Linked DNA regions of Lactuca sativa: region 2 is linked to region 1. A link is a contact called in public Hi-C data. All regions are on one chromosome and are shown on one strand. The core of a region is the stretch at or near the end of the contact, and the rest is flanking DNA. Distances in the headings are between cores, read along the strand shown. Region 1 holds the start of LOC111908955. Region 2 holds the start of LOC111908952 (potassium transporter 10).

Evidence for each region. A called contact is a pair of places that touch in the nucleus more often than the background predicts.
Region 2: a contact with region 1 is called in a Hi-C map of leaf, with 8 times the contacts expected there. The contact joins the promoter of LOC111908952 here to the promoter of LOC111908955 in region 1. A contact is called at or near these places in 3 of 4 Hi-C or Micro-C datasets (leaf and seed).

Annotation. Positions count from the first base shown.
Region 1 is chr3:232,395,314-232,401,733 of Lsat_Salinas_v11, forward strand. LOC111908955 reads left to right here and starts at 4,627. Exons shown (of 2, transcript XM_023904753.3): 1 at 4,627-5,832. The coding sequence starts at 4,809. The coding sequence ends at 5,762.
Region 2 is chr3:232,582,631-232,589,507 of Lsat_Salinas_v11, forward strand. LOC111908952 (potassium transporter 10) reads left to right here and starts at 1,771. Exons shown (of 9, transcript XM_023904741.3): 1 at 1,771-2,151; 2 at 2,327-2,515; 3 at 3,007-3,232; 4 at 4,262-4,507; 5 at 5,073-5,123; 6 at 5,227-5,487; 7 at 5,583-5,750; 8 at 5,972-6,226; 9 at 6,650-6,877. The coding sequence starts at 2,402.

The DNA of each region.
Region 1 (6,420 bases), core at 3,377-5,876:
CAGACACTGGAGGACATGCTCCGAGCGTGTGTGTTAGACTTCGGGGGTAGTTGGGATGCGTATTTACCATTGGCAGAGTTCTCCTACAACAACAGCCATCATTCGAGCATTGGTATGCCACCTTTCGAGCTGTTGTATGGTAGGAGGTGTCGGACCCCCATTTGCTGGGGAGAGGTGGGACAGAGAGTGATGGGCAGCACGGAGATCGTGCTCCAGACGACAGAGCAGATTCAGCAAGTGAGACAAAGGTTATTGACCGCCCAGAGCCGACAAAAGAGTTATGCAGACAGGCGCCGATCCGAGCTTGAGTTTCAGGTCGGCGACTTCGTTCTCCTGAAGGTCTCTCCTTGGAAAGGAGTGATTCGATTCAGTAAGAGAGGCAAGTTGGGGCCCCGGTATATTGGGCCATTTCGTGTGATTGCAAGGATAGGTCGGGTAGCCTACCGGTTGGAATTGCCAGCGGAGTTGGGTCAGATCCATGACACTTTTCATGTGTCGCAGTTGAGGAAGTGCATAGCCGATGAGTCGGCAGTGGTTCCATTGGAGGATATTCAGGTGGATGCGAGCCTGAATTACGCGGAGAGACCAGTGGCGATCAGGGATCGGAAGATCAAGGTTCTGAGGAACAAGGAGGTACCTCTGGTGTTGGTTCAATGGCAACACCGTAAGGGATCGGAAATGACTTGGGAATCGGAACGCGAGATGCGGGGGCAGCATCCGGAACTATTTGCAGAGTGAGACTTCGAGGGCGAAGTCTAATCCAAGTGGGGGAGAGTTGTAACAGCCCGAAATCTCAGGTATTGTTTAATTATGTTTTGGGGTGAGTTGAGAGGGGACTCGGCGAGTTGGAGCCTAGACTCGCCGAGTAGGATCGCAGACTTGGTCGCGGGTCCGCGACTGGACTCGACGAGTCCAGATATGGACTCGGCGAGTCGACGCTGTTCAGCAGAAACCCTAACCGTTCAGTTTTGAATCGTATATAATACTCTCATAGGCCGTCATTGTCCGTTTTTAGTCGACTGAGAGGAACCCTAAACGGCTGTGGACATCTAGAGCAAGATTGGAGGATATTAGGGCTTGAAGAAATTGTTGGGCAAGGAGGAGAAGGGTTTTGGCTAAAGGAACAGCAAGGGATTCGAGTTCTGTGGTTTGGAGACACAGAGAGGGCATATTCCAGGTAAGGTTTCGGATTCCCTTCTGTTAGTTAATGTGTTTATGAACCTAGGGTTTATGAAAACCCATTTAGTGATTAGATGGGTTATTATGTTATTACCCAGACGTTATATCCACAGTAATGAGATGTTTAGAAGTCCAGAGAGTCCCGTGGTTGTATATCTTGGGACCATACGTAATTCAGGAAGCAGTTGCTCGTCTGCATGGCATGGACTCGCCGAGTTGTTCTTCAGACTCGGCGAGTAGCTTGAAGATTTACTGGGACTCGCCGAGTTGTTCTTCAGACTCGGCGAGTGGAGTCGGGGTGGCCCCGCGATTCTTCCAGGAGTAACTCGTCGGGTCGAGGAGGGTACTCGACGAGTAGATAAGGAATCTCAGAAAGTTGGAGGACGTCTAGACTCGCCGAGTCGCCATGGTACTCGCCGAGTCCGGTTGAGCTGACCGTTGACCGTTGACCAGAGTTGAACTAAGTCTGACTTCTTAGGGATAGTCACACTTAGAAGATATAAGTATTAATGAGTTATGTAATGTTATAGGGAGGTTGTAGCTCGTCGGTTGTGCACGAGTCATTTCGGGATTTGCTAGCGCCCAGCTTTTACGAGGTGAGTTTTCTCACTATACTGTACCCGGAAGGGTTTGACTGTGTGACCGGAAGGTCGGATATGTTATGTGATATGTATGCTATATGTGGTAAGTTAATTGATATATGTGCTATGTATGATATGTGGGCCGGAAGGCAATATGTTATGGGCCGGAAGGCGATTATGTTATGGGCCGGAAGGCGTTGTATTGAGGACCGGAAGGTCAGGGCCTGGAAAGGCGTATGTGCGTAAGTGTATATTGGGGAACTCACTAAGCATTTATGCTTACAGTTGTTGTGCATGTATTTCAGGTACTAGCGAGGACCATGGGAAGGCGCCGGCGTGATCGATACACACTGAAGATTGTTCTTATGATCTTGGGATTTTGAATAATTGTATTTGACAGAATAATTAAACTATTTATGCCTTGTTTTAAATGGAAACAACTATGTTTTAAAAATAAAAAAAAAATAAAAAAAAAATTTGTTTGAAAATTTTGCGTTGTTACAGAGCCACTACAACTGACATGGGTAGAATTCTTCGTACACTTTAAACGCAAGTTTTGCTCAACCCAAAACATGTTAGAGCTGGAGAACCAGTTTCTGACATTGAAAAAGGGCAACATGTCCATTGATGAGTATACCAATGCCTTCATATACAAGATGGAGTTTGCATTGTGCATCGTCCCAGATAAGCTAGCAAAAATCGATAAGTATACAAAGGGACTACCATGGGAGTACATTGTGCCAGTACGTCATGCATCTACTCTTGAGGCAGTCATTTGGGTTGCTAAGTCTGTCGAAGAAATGATCAAATGCAGAACCACCAACAAGGTTGAAGTTGGTAGGAAGAAGTTTGAGGGGTCTTCAAGGTCCGACAAGAAAAATAGGCTCCTGAAGTATAACCCCAACAACAAGAGGTATGCGAATAACAATGAAGAAAAATGGTGTGGGAAATACAAAAAGAAGCACTATGGGAGATGCTACGGAGAAGTGACTTGTTATAAGTGTGGGAGGATCGGTCACTATTCCAAGGATTGTACGTTTAATGATAAGGTATGCTACAGATGTGGAGACAAGGGGTATATGTTAAAAGATTGCATGAAGAAAAATGAAGCAACGAGGCCGAATGCACCGCCGAAGCCAAAGGCAAGAGCATTCCAGATGATCCTTGATGAAGCAGGTGAAGATGTAAGGGATTAGGAGTAAGGATCTATAAAGTAGCCATACAAATAGTATCATGTGGTGTAGCCTATTATAAGAGGCCTAGTGTAGGGTGAACTTGAATATCTATGTAATCGTTTCAAGAAATAATATAAAACTTGGTTATGCTATCTGATGTGTTAAGTTGTTATATGATTTTTGCATGCAAGCTTGTGGATCCATAAACTCTTTCACCTTGTGAATCTTTTGAAGGTATAAAGTCCATACCTTGCTGATGTTCTTTCTAGATCTCTTTAGATGGGTATTCATAAAAAATGGTTGCTTGATCGTTTCCTTTGGCCCATGCATGAGTTAAGTGACTATAAGTGTTGTAAAAGTTAAGGTTTTGTGTTTTGACCCTTATCTAGCCATGCAAAGGTGTAAAGTCAGTGACCTTATGGGTTAAGACATTCTATAGTGGTCAGATATGAAGTTGGAATAAGTGTCTGAAAGGATTAAGACCTAAAAGTTGGAGTTCTTGGACAAGGTAGAGTACGTTGGGAGTACTCCTGGCTACGCCCCGTGTAGCCAAGCCCGTCCTTGACTTCACTGATTCGAGACGTACGCCCCCACGTACGGACCGAGAGGGTTGACTTGTTGACTTTTGACTTTTCGTCAAAAGATTTGAGGTTTTTAGACCATGGAAGGGGAAATGGTTTGTTTGCCCTTCAGGGGGGTAGTTGTTGGATTTGGACTTGTGAGTCGGGTTAATGACCATAATTGAGTAGGGTTACTTGTTGTGTTTATTAGGCAGAGTTTAGTTCCAACAGTTTGGGAGTGAGATTTAACAATTTAGAGATAATTAATTTAAAAAACAACAAATTTTTTTATCAATATATGTTATGATAAATAAATAAATTCCTAAAAAGTAATTTAACATCAAAGAAAAGCGTTAAAAAACAAATTAAATTACAACATAAGATATTACAAACGAAAAACATCAAAAATATTATCTTCCAACGGAACATAAAAAAAATCTTGTTTTCAAACGGAACTTAAAAAACATTGTATTTGAACAAAACATAAAAAACAATATAATGATAATAATTTAAATAAAAATATAAAAGAAAATAATAGTTATATTTTTTATTTTTATTTTAAACAAAGAAAAGAAAAAAACTTATATATTAATTAATCTCTTTTAAAGTATATATAAAAAAACACCTACCTTCTTTAATAAACAAAACCTTTAAATGACACATGTCCCCTTTCTAGATAGACTAATTGATACGTGTCAATTTTTAAAGAATTCTTAATTTAATATCTATTTTTTTTGTTAACTTAAATATTTGAAAATGGTAAGTATTTATTCAAAAATGGGAACTAAGGAATTTTCAATTTCAAGTAATTAGATCTTAATTTCTAAAATACGATTTAAATTTTATGACAATAATGTTTTAAAAGACTAATAAAACAGCTTTTAGTTTTATCTAATAGTCATTTATTATATTTTTTTTCCATGATAAAATTTTTAATTGTTAATTTTTTTATCTATATAAAATTTTTGGTTTCAACGAGTTTTGATTGAATGATGTTTTTTTAGAAAGAAATTTGAATGGTTCTTTTAAGAAACCTAAATTAAAAAATCTACCCTAATAATAATAAAATGAATCAGTGATTGTAAAATTTTGTTCCTGTGAAACAAAAGTTTTTGGAAAATTAGGAAAGGCAAAAAATTGATTCTCTCCGCTCGTTGTTTGAGATGAAATAAAAGTAAGAAAGGCTTGCGGAAAGGCACCGCCTTCTTCCTCCATCTCAGGCACCTTCCATTTCCCTCTCATACTCAACCCCAACCCCAACCCCAGATCCACTTTTTATCTTACAGATTTCAACAAAATTACATCAATCCGCCATGGATCTACATCAAGAAGAGCTCCAATTCCTCTCTGCTTCCGATATTCTCAAAGAATCAATCGCCATCCCCAAACAATCCCCTCAAACCTTTTACCTCATCACCCTAACCCTAATTTTCCCATTATCATTCGCTATTTTAGCTCATTCTCTCTTCACTCACCCTTTAATCACCCAAATCCAGGATCCATATGGCTCCCACACCTCCCAATGGACTAAACTCCTCGTCTTTCAATTTTGTTACCTCATCTTCCTCTTCGTTTTCTCCCTCCTTTCCACCGCCGCCGTCGTCTTCACCGTCGCCTCCTTGTACACCTCCAAACCCGTCTCCTTCTCCTACACAATGTCCGCGATCCCCTCCGTCTTCAAACGCCTCTTCATTACCTTCCTATGGGTGGGTCTCACCATGGTAGCTTACAACATTGTGTTTCTCGGGTTTATTGTTCTGTTGATCATCGCAATCGATACACAGAACTTGGTTTTGTTCTTCTTCTCTCTGATTATCGTCTTCCTGTTGTTCCTCGTTGTGCATGTCTACATCACTGCACTCTGGCACTTAGCAAGTGTGATTTCTGTACTTGAGCCTGTTTATGGCTTCGCCGCCATGAAAAAGAGCTTCGAGATCCTCAAAGGAAGGGCTCGCATGGCGTCTGTTCTTGTTTTCGGGTATTTCATCATTTGTGGGGCGATTAATGGACTATTTGGATCAATTGTCGTCCATGGTGGGGAGTATTATTACGGGGTTTTCTCAAGGATCGTGGTCGGTGGATTCTTGGTCGGTGTTCTTGTGATTGTGAACCTGGTGGGATTACTGGTTCAGAGTGTGTTTTACTATGTGTGCAAGAGCTATCATCATCAAGAGATCGATAAGAATGCTTTGTATGATCATTTGGGTGGATATCTTGGAGAGTATGTGCCTCTTAAAAGCAGCATTCAGATGGAGAATTTGGAATAATAATGAATCAGTATCAGTAATTACACTGAATCTTTGTTTGTACTTGTTGTGTATCACCAACGAAAAAAAGGTTTGAGATTTTCTTTTTTGTAAATTTGGATACTTTTGTTATCAGTATGACTTTTAATTTCAATCCTTTTTTTAACCCATCTTAAAAAAACAATAATCATTGGATATAGATTGGCCATTAAATTTGTCATTAATCTTGTTTTATGTTGGATTCCTGTTATATAATCAAATGCTTATTGATGAAAGCTCAATAAAACCCCTCAAATGCCCACTAAGGTTATCTTAATTAATTGCGATATTTGTCTTGTGTTTGTTTGGGTATGTATGTATTAAGGTTTATTTATGTAAGAATATGGTTAGAAAGTGAGAATTGTAAAGAGCATTTATAAAGGTTTTCGAGTTATTTAATGACTTATTTTTGTCTCATATCTCTGCAACTTTATTTTATATCTACCAAAATCTCCTTTATCAACTTTTTCAAAAACCTTTTACTTTTATCATATTAGATTGGGTTAATAGCAAGCAATTTGTTCTTCAGATCATTTATCTTTTAATTGTATCAAATATGTCACTAAACTTTCTTTCCGATAGATTTTAAATAATTTGTTCATTTAGGCCTACTGATATTTGCTTCTATTAGATAAAAATG
Region 2 (6,877 bases), core at 521-3,020, 180 kb after region 1:
CTCTATCTCTCTCTCTCTCTCATAAAAAAACCCAGCAACCTATATTCTCTATCTTCTTCCTCAAAATTCGATATGCTTACACAAGTTACCGTCTCTGATCTGTAGCCTATCATTTCTGGATCTCGACTGCAAAAACTTGGGGTTTCTCAAATACATATCGGATTTTTCATAAATGACTTCACTGTTTCTTGCATGTAAAACAAGAGAATTATCAGTTTCTTTCAACTCCGTGGATTCAAGCCTTGTCATCTGGTGGTTTTGGATTACTAGAGCTTTTTTGTAATCTCTAGACGCGTGGTCTTCATCAGCTTCAGAAACGTTTTGACTTTCCTCCGTTGTTGAATCAACTAATTCAATAGGTACTAACTGATTACCACTATGATCAAAGAAGAATTCGAGATCTTGTGGGAGAAAATTAGAAGTTGAATCTTCCTTCTTTTCAAGTTGATTCAATTCTGTTTCAATTTCAAAAGTATTTGAATCCCACATATCTTTCCCGTCATAATTCATCTGAGTCTCTTTTCTGCTCTAAATTTTAAGCTTTTCTTCCATCGAATCTGATCCAAATTTATCATTGGAACTTTTAATCAAACCTTCGCTCTTAGTATGCTCCAAAACATCATAAGAATTCCGAGTCACTACAAAACTATCAAAACTTTTCTTATGAAACTTCAAACCACAACAAGAACACTTAAAGTTCTGTTCATTTTCATCTTCCCCGTTACTCTGTTTCACATGGCATTAGAAATCCAGATGAGATGAAAAACAATCTTCACATAATTCTTTGATTTCTGCCAATTTTTTGTGATTTGGGCAGAAGCCCAAGATGGAAACCTCTTTGGAATGTAGTTCGTAGAGAAGATCGCGGTGGGAATTGCTGTTTTTGGGTTCTAAGAAACGATGGAGGGTAGAACACCACAAACAAGGTGGCTTTAGGGCAAAGAATTGGGAAATTTTGATGATGAAAAAACATAAGAGAGAGTTGAGGAGGAGGAGAAGTATGAGCGTCCATTCAAGAACAACATAAATGAGAATGAGTGTGATGTTGTTTGTATTCATGTGCACCATGGTTGCAAATTTGTTGGCTGCCATGGCTGTCGCTACTCTGTGTTTTCTTGCGAGTATTTACACACACACATAGAGAGAGAGAGGTGGGACCCTTGCATATTAAATTTTATTTATTTATTTATTTAAAAACAAGTAATTGAAAACCTCATAAATGGTCATTGTGTAGTGAAATGCCAAAAATGCCCCTGACTTAACGGCTAAATGGTAACGGAGTTAGCCGGAAGGACTAAATGTTAAAATTTTTGAAACCACAGGGACCATCTGTGAGGTTTTTTGAACTTAGAGACTAAACTTGATATTTTCGAAAACCACAGGGACCATTTTTGAAGTTTTGTCAAAAAATTATGAAGGTTAAAAACTGTTTGATGAAAATTAATTGAGGGGAAAGAAAGTAAATATGAAAATATGTTATTGTGAGAAACAAAATTTCTATTTCCAAATAAAGAGTAAATATAAAGCTGGTATTTTTTGATGTCAAAGTTGTAATTTAGTTTGAACTTAAAAAATTTGTTCTGGAAATAACATTTGCAATGAATGGTAAATCTCCTTCACAAATCCATTTTGGTATTTAATATATATAATGTGTATAATGAAAAAATTAGATACAAAACATGCAAATCTTAAGAAATCGCAAAGATTTTATACTATTTATGTGTAGTTTTTGTTTATTATATAAACAAATAAAAGATATTCAGTGATCTAGGATGACCACACAACCTTCGTTTTCGGATACTATTTTCCCTTTGCCGCATAGCCATAGGCGGTTTCCTTTTTTTCTATTCCATTTTCGTCGTCCATATTCCATGCTGGACGCCCAACCCGGAACCTAAAAAAGACTAGAAGAAAATCGACGCTAAATTTGAATCAAGTTCTTTTGGTTAGTTTTCTCGAAGAGATATAATTCAATATTCTTGTCAGAGCTGCTTACCCCACTTGAGAGGAAGTGATAAACTTGAGTTTTGCCATGTCGGTTGTTCAATTCGAGTCTGATCCATTGATAATCAAGTTAATCTGAACCCATGTTTCTGCTCAGGTTACTCGCTAGAGAGAAAGTGGGCAATAAAATTGCGGGTCACTTTGAGGGTTAGTTTAATTTGAGAGATTGAGAATTAAAGTTCAGTTGAATTGGGTTTCAATTTAAACCAACGATTTCTCAGTTCGTATTTCTCCTTTTAGTTGCTTCAGTACGTATATATACAGACAGAGTACGCGATAAGACTGAATTTCATTTTGTGGTTTTAATTGAACTCAATTTTAGCCATTTAGGTGAAGTGTGTTCAAGTCCATCGATTTCTTTGTTGGTGTTGCTTCAATCTTGGGTCAGAGAATTGAAATGGATCTGACTGAAGAGATCGAAAACGAAGGTGGCATATGGGCTTTGGAGCAGAAGATCGATCAGCCAATGGACGAAGAGGCTGGTAGGCTCAAGAATATGTACAGAGAAAAGGTAACTTTATGCCACTTTCTTTTTCTCAATGCTTTTGCTTTTTGGGGGTTAATCTCTCTCTCATGAATACAGCTTTCGTAGATTCTTTTAATTTTCTTTTCCATATGGGTCAATCTTGTTTCTGTTTTCGTCATTCCTTGTTCTTGTAGTCAGCAGGTTGATTAGGGATTCAACTCAACTTTTCTTTTCTGCTTGTGTTGTATGAAAGAAAAGCTAGATTCCCTAATCATAATGCCCCTTAAATTCACGTGGCAGAGGTTTGAAGCTTAAACTTTAAACTCATTGGCGTTGAGATTAATTGATTATCAAATGGGTTTTCTTTATTAAGCTTGAGAAAGTCATTGAAGGGAAACACTATGATTATTGTAGTTTACACTATTGGTCATATATGTTAAATACCCTACTATTTTAAAAAAACTGGTCACATACTTTTGACTTTGATTGTGTTTCTTGTTGTAGTTTTTGATGATAAACTATTGTGTCAAATGCAGAAATTCTCAGTTATATTACTTCTTCGACTTGCATTTCAAAGTCTTGGAGTTGTGTATGGAGATTTGGGAACTTCTCCTCTATACGTATTCTACAATACATTTCCTAAAGGAATTGATGATACAGAGGATGTTATTGGGGCACTTTCCTTGATCATATATTCTCTTACTCTTGTGCCACTCATTAAATATGTTTTCATCGTCTGTCGTGCAAATGACAATGGTCAAGGTACCTATTTCTCTACTTTTTATTATTACTTATTTATGTATCTTTTATTATTTTTGGGTTTATGTAATAATTTAAATTTGAACACTATTGTTTGTTTAACTTTGAATTGCACCATTATGACATGCTATGTATACTTTCATGAGGCATAGTAACAATGAACATTGACATATAACATTGTTCCACATCATATTGTTGGTTAAAAGGCCTTGTTGTGGTCCCCACATGCTTGCCCTAGTGGTAAAAGGGGGGTAACCCTACACACAATCTTCCTTTTAGCAGTTTTGTAGAGATGTTTTTATGACTCAAAAACCACAAATACCTTATCATATTTTCATTTGTTGCATAAAAGAGGGTGTGAAAGTATGTGTATTTCTCACTGAATCTGCTTCTTTCCACTTTCTGGACTTCAAATCTTCAATCTGCATTGATCTTGATGGATCAATGGTATTCACTAACAGATTCCTTCGTTGTCTTTGTCTAATCCAAGTGATTTCTTTCATTTCATGAGTCTGAAATCTATTTCTATCCGTTCTTTACTTAACACTTAACAGATTCCTTCTTTGTCTTTGTCTTTGTCTAATCCCGTGATTTCTTTCAATTCCATTCCAACATCTATCCTCATTGGCTCTTTCTGTGATGCTTTTTGCAGGCTAGATTTGAGCTGTGAAAATAACCTAGTTGTTTACTATAATGATTTGGTGTCATAATGCTTCCTTCCTAGAGGTATCTGTAATTCTGTATCTCACCTCCTAAATCTTAATCATCCCTTTCAACTACATTGATTTTATAATCATAAAGTCTTCAAAGTTGAAGAGTTCAACATCACTCCTTATCTCCATGTTGGATTCTACTTGTTTTCCTTCATAGTTGACTTTTCAGCTTTGTATACTGAAAAATAGACATGTGGGTCCTGATCTGTATGGGTTACAAAAGGAAAAAGTCAAAATGGATTAAAGAAATACAAACACTATCCTTTATGATCATGTTGTCTTGACAAGTCAACCACTGAATTTGTTAATTATTTTGTAGGGGGGACTTTTGCTCTTTACTCATTATTATGTCGACATGCAAAAGTTAATACAATTCCTAATCAACATCGAACTGATGAAGAGTTGACAACTTATAGTCGAAACACAATTCATAAGCAATCGTTTGCTGCAAAAACAAAAAGATGGTTGGAAGCACATACATTTAGAAAGAATGCCCTTCTTTTACTTGTCCTTGTTGGCACTTGTATGGTTATTGGAGATGGAATTCTTACTCCTGCTATTTCAGGTAACATTATCATCATACTAATTATTTTCAAAAAGGAAAGTATTTTGCTTTTACTTTTATCTTCATGTAAAACATTTTTGCTTCTCTTCTAGTACTTCTATTTATTAATACGTAATGTTTGTATCACCTTTTAAAATCCGGCTTCTTTTTGATGCAGTTGACCTTAATTAGAGTTAATGCAACATTATTTTTGTAGGGTACGCTTTCATTTTTGGCTGAAAGTTGACAAAATAATTGCAATTTTAATTGCTTTAAGAGAATTGAGTCATCTGGAAGATGAAAAACGAAGACTATTATTATGAATTTAATAGGTTTATCCTTAAAATATGCATTAATTTTCCACAAATATTTTCCATCTAGTTTTTTTATTCCATATATATGATATCACCTTTTTTCTAGATAAAATATTTGCGTAGGTTAAAAAGAATCTTTATTTCTGGTTTAATTTTCTTAATTCTGATTTGTTTTTAATGATGATCTGTAGATATAGGAGTTCTTGATCTTATGTATCTTATTTTTTCATTAGTTGTGAAATGTTTTTAACCATAATATGTATTTTCACCAGTTTTATCAGCTTCTGGAGGTATCAAGATAGACCACCCTAGGATGAGTAACGGTAGGTCAATATTTTGCTTCTATTTATAGAAAGAATTTTTTGTTACCTTTTTTTTTTCTTCTTTCTAAAAATCTCTATGTTTTCATTTTGTTCTTTGTTGTAGATGTTGTAGTACTAGTTTCTGTTATCATATTATTATTCTTGTTTAGCCTACAACATTATGGTCCAGACAAAGTAGGATGGCTTTTTGCTCCAATCGTGTTGCTTTGGTTTCTCTTAATCGGAGGAATTGGAATTTTCAACATCTGCAAATATGATAAAGGAATTTTGCGTGCTTTTTCACCCGTATATATATTCCACTACTTTAAAAGACGTGGTAAAAATGGTTGGATTTCCCTCGGTGGAATCATGCTCAGCATCACAGGTAGGTATTCAGTTATTCACTCGGGATCGGAATGGAATCGTATTCCATTCCAGTTCCAACCAATTCCATGGAATCTTACGAACCAAAAATTGTAGGGACGGAGGCACTTTTTGCAGACCTTGCTCATTTTCCAGTTTCAGCAATCCAGCTGGCATTTACAGTTGTTGTGTTTCCTTGCCTTCTTCTTGCTTATTGTGGACAAGCAGCCTACCTTATGAAGAACAAAGAACATGTGTACGATGCCTTTTATCGCTCTATACCAGGTTATACATATTTTTTTTCCAATTTTCTACTATAAATAATCTTAAATTATCCATGTAGCCACCCACATTGTGGGAGTTTTAGTTCCAATGTGAATACTGGCGAAATAGTGGGGTCCTGTGTACCTGATTTACATCTGGGCAGTGTGGGTCAGCTCAGGGGTTGCTGATTTTTTTATTTTTTTTTACTGAAACTGTAATAGAAGTTTTTTGTAATAGTGCAGATGGAATATATTGGCCGATGTTTGTTATTGCAACTCTGGCTGCTATAGTTGCGAGTCAAGCTACTATATCTGCTACTTTTTCTATAATTAAGCAGGCTAATGCACTCGGCTGCTTTCCTCGAATCAAAGTTGTTCATACATCAAAGAAATTTTTGGGGCAGATTTATGTTCCTGATATCAATTGGATTCTTATGGTTCTCTGTATCGTTGTAACCGTTGGATTCAAAAATCAAAGCCAGATCGGCAATGCTTATGGTGAGTATGCGTAACAAATGGAGAAACTACTTGGAAAAGCTTTCTAGGGTTATTTTGGATATTCAGACGTCTTTTGCACAGACGAGAGATCAAGAGCGAGTTCTTGTCGCACCTTGTTGGGTTGCAATTTTTTTCCCATTGATATCGGTTCTAAACGCACTACAGGACTGTTTTGTCCTACACATGGCAGGACATGACAAAACAGGTTGTACTGTGTTTGGCGTGCATTAGATTAGACTGGAACCAAAACTGATATCAATGGGGTAAAAATTGCAAGTTTTTGTCCCACCCAAAAAGGTGGGACACGAGCTCTTCCGTGTGTACAAAAGACATAAATGCCCTCGTCATCTTCATCATAACGAAATAGCCCTAGAAAACTAAACTTGTTTCGATTGCCCGCTCACATGTTCCATGTGATTATAGGCACCGCAGTTGTCGTGGTGATGCTCGTAACAACATTCCTCATGATCTTAATCATGTTGCTTGTGTGGCGATGTCATTGGATTCTCGTATTCATATTCACCGCACTCTCTCTCATAGTTGAATGCACCTACTTTTCATCCGTCCTTTTCAAAATCAACCAAGGCGGGTGGGTCCCACTCGTGATCGCCGGAGTATTCCTTCTCATCATGTACATCTGGCATTACGGAA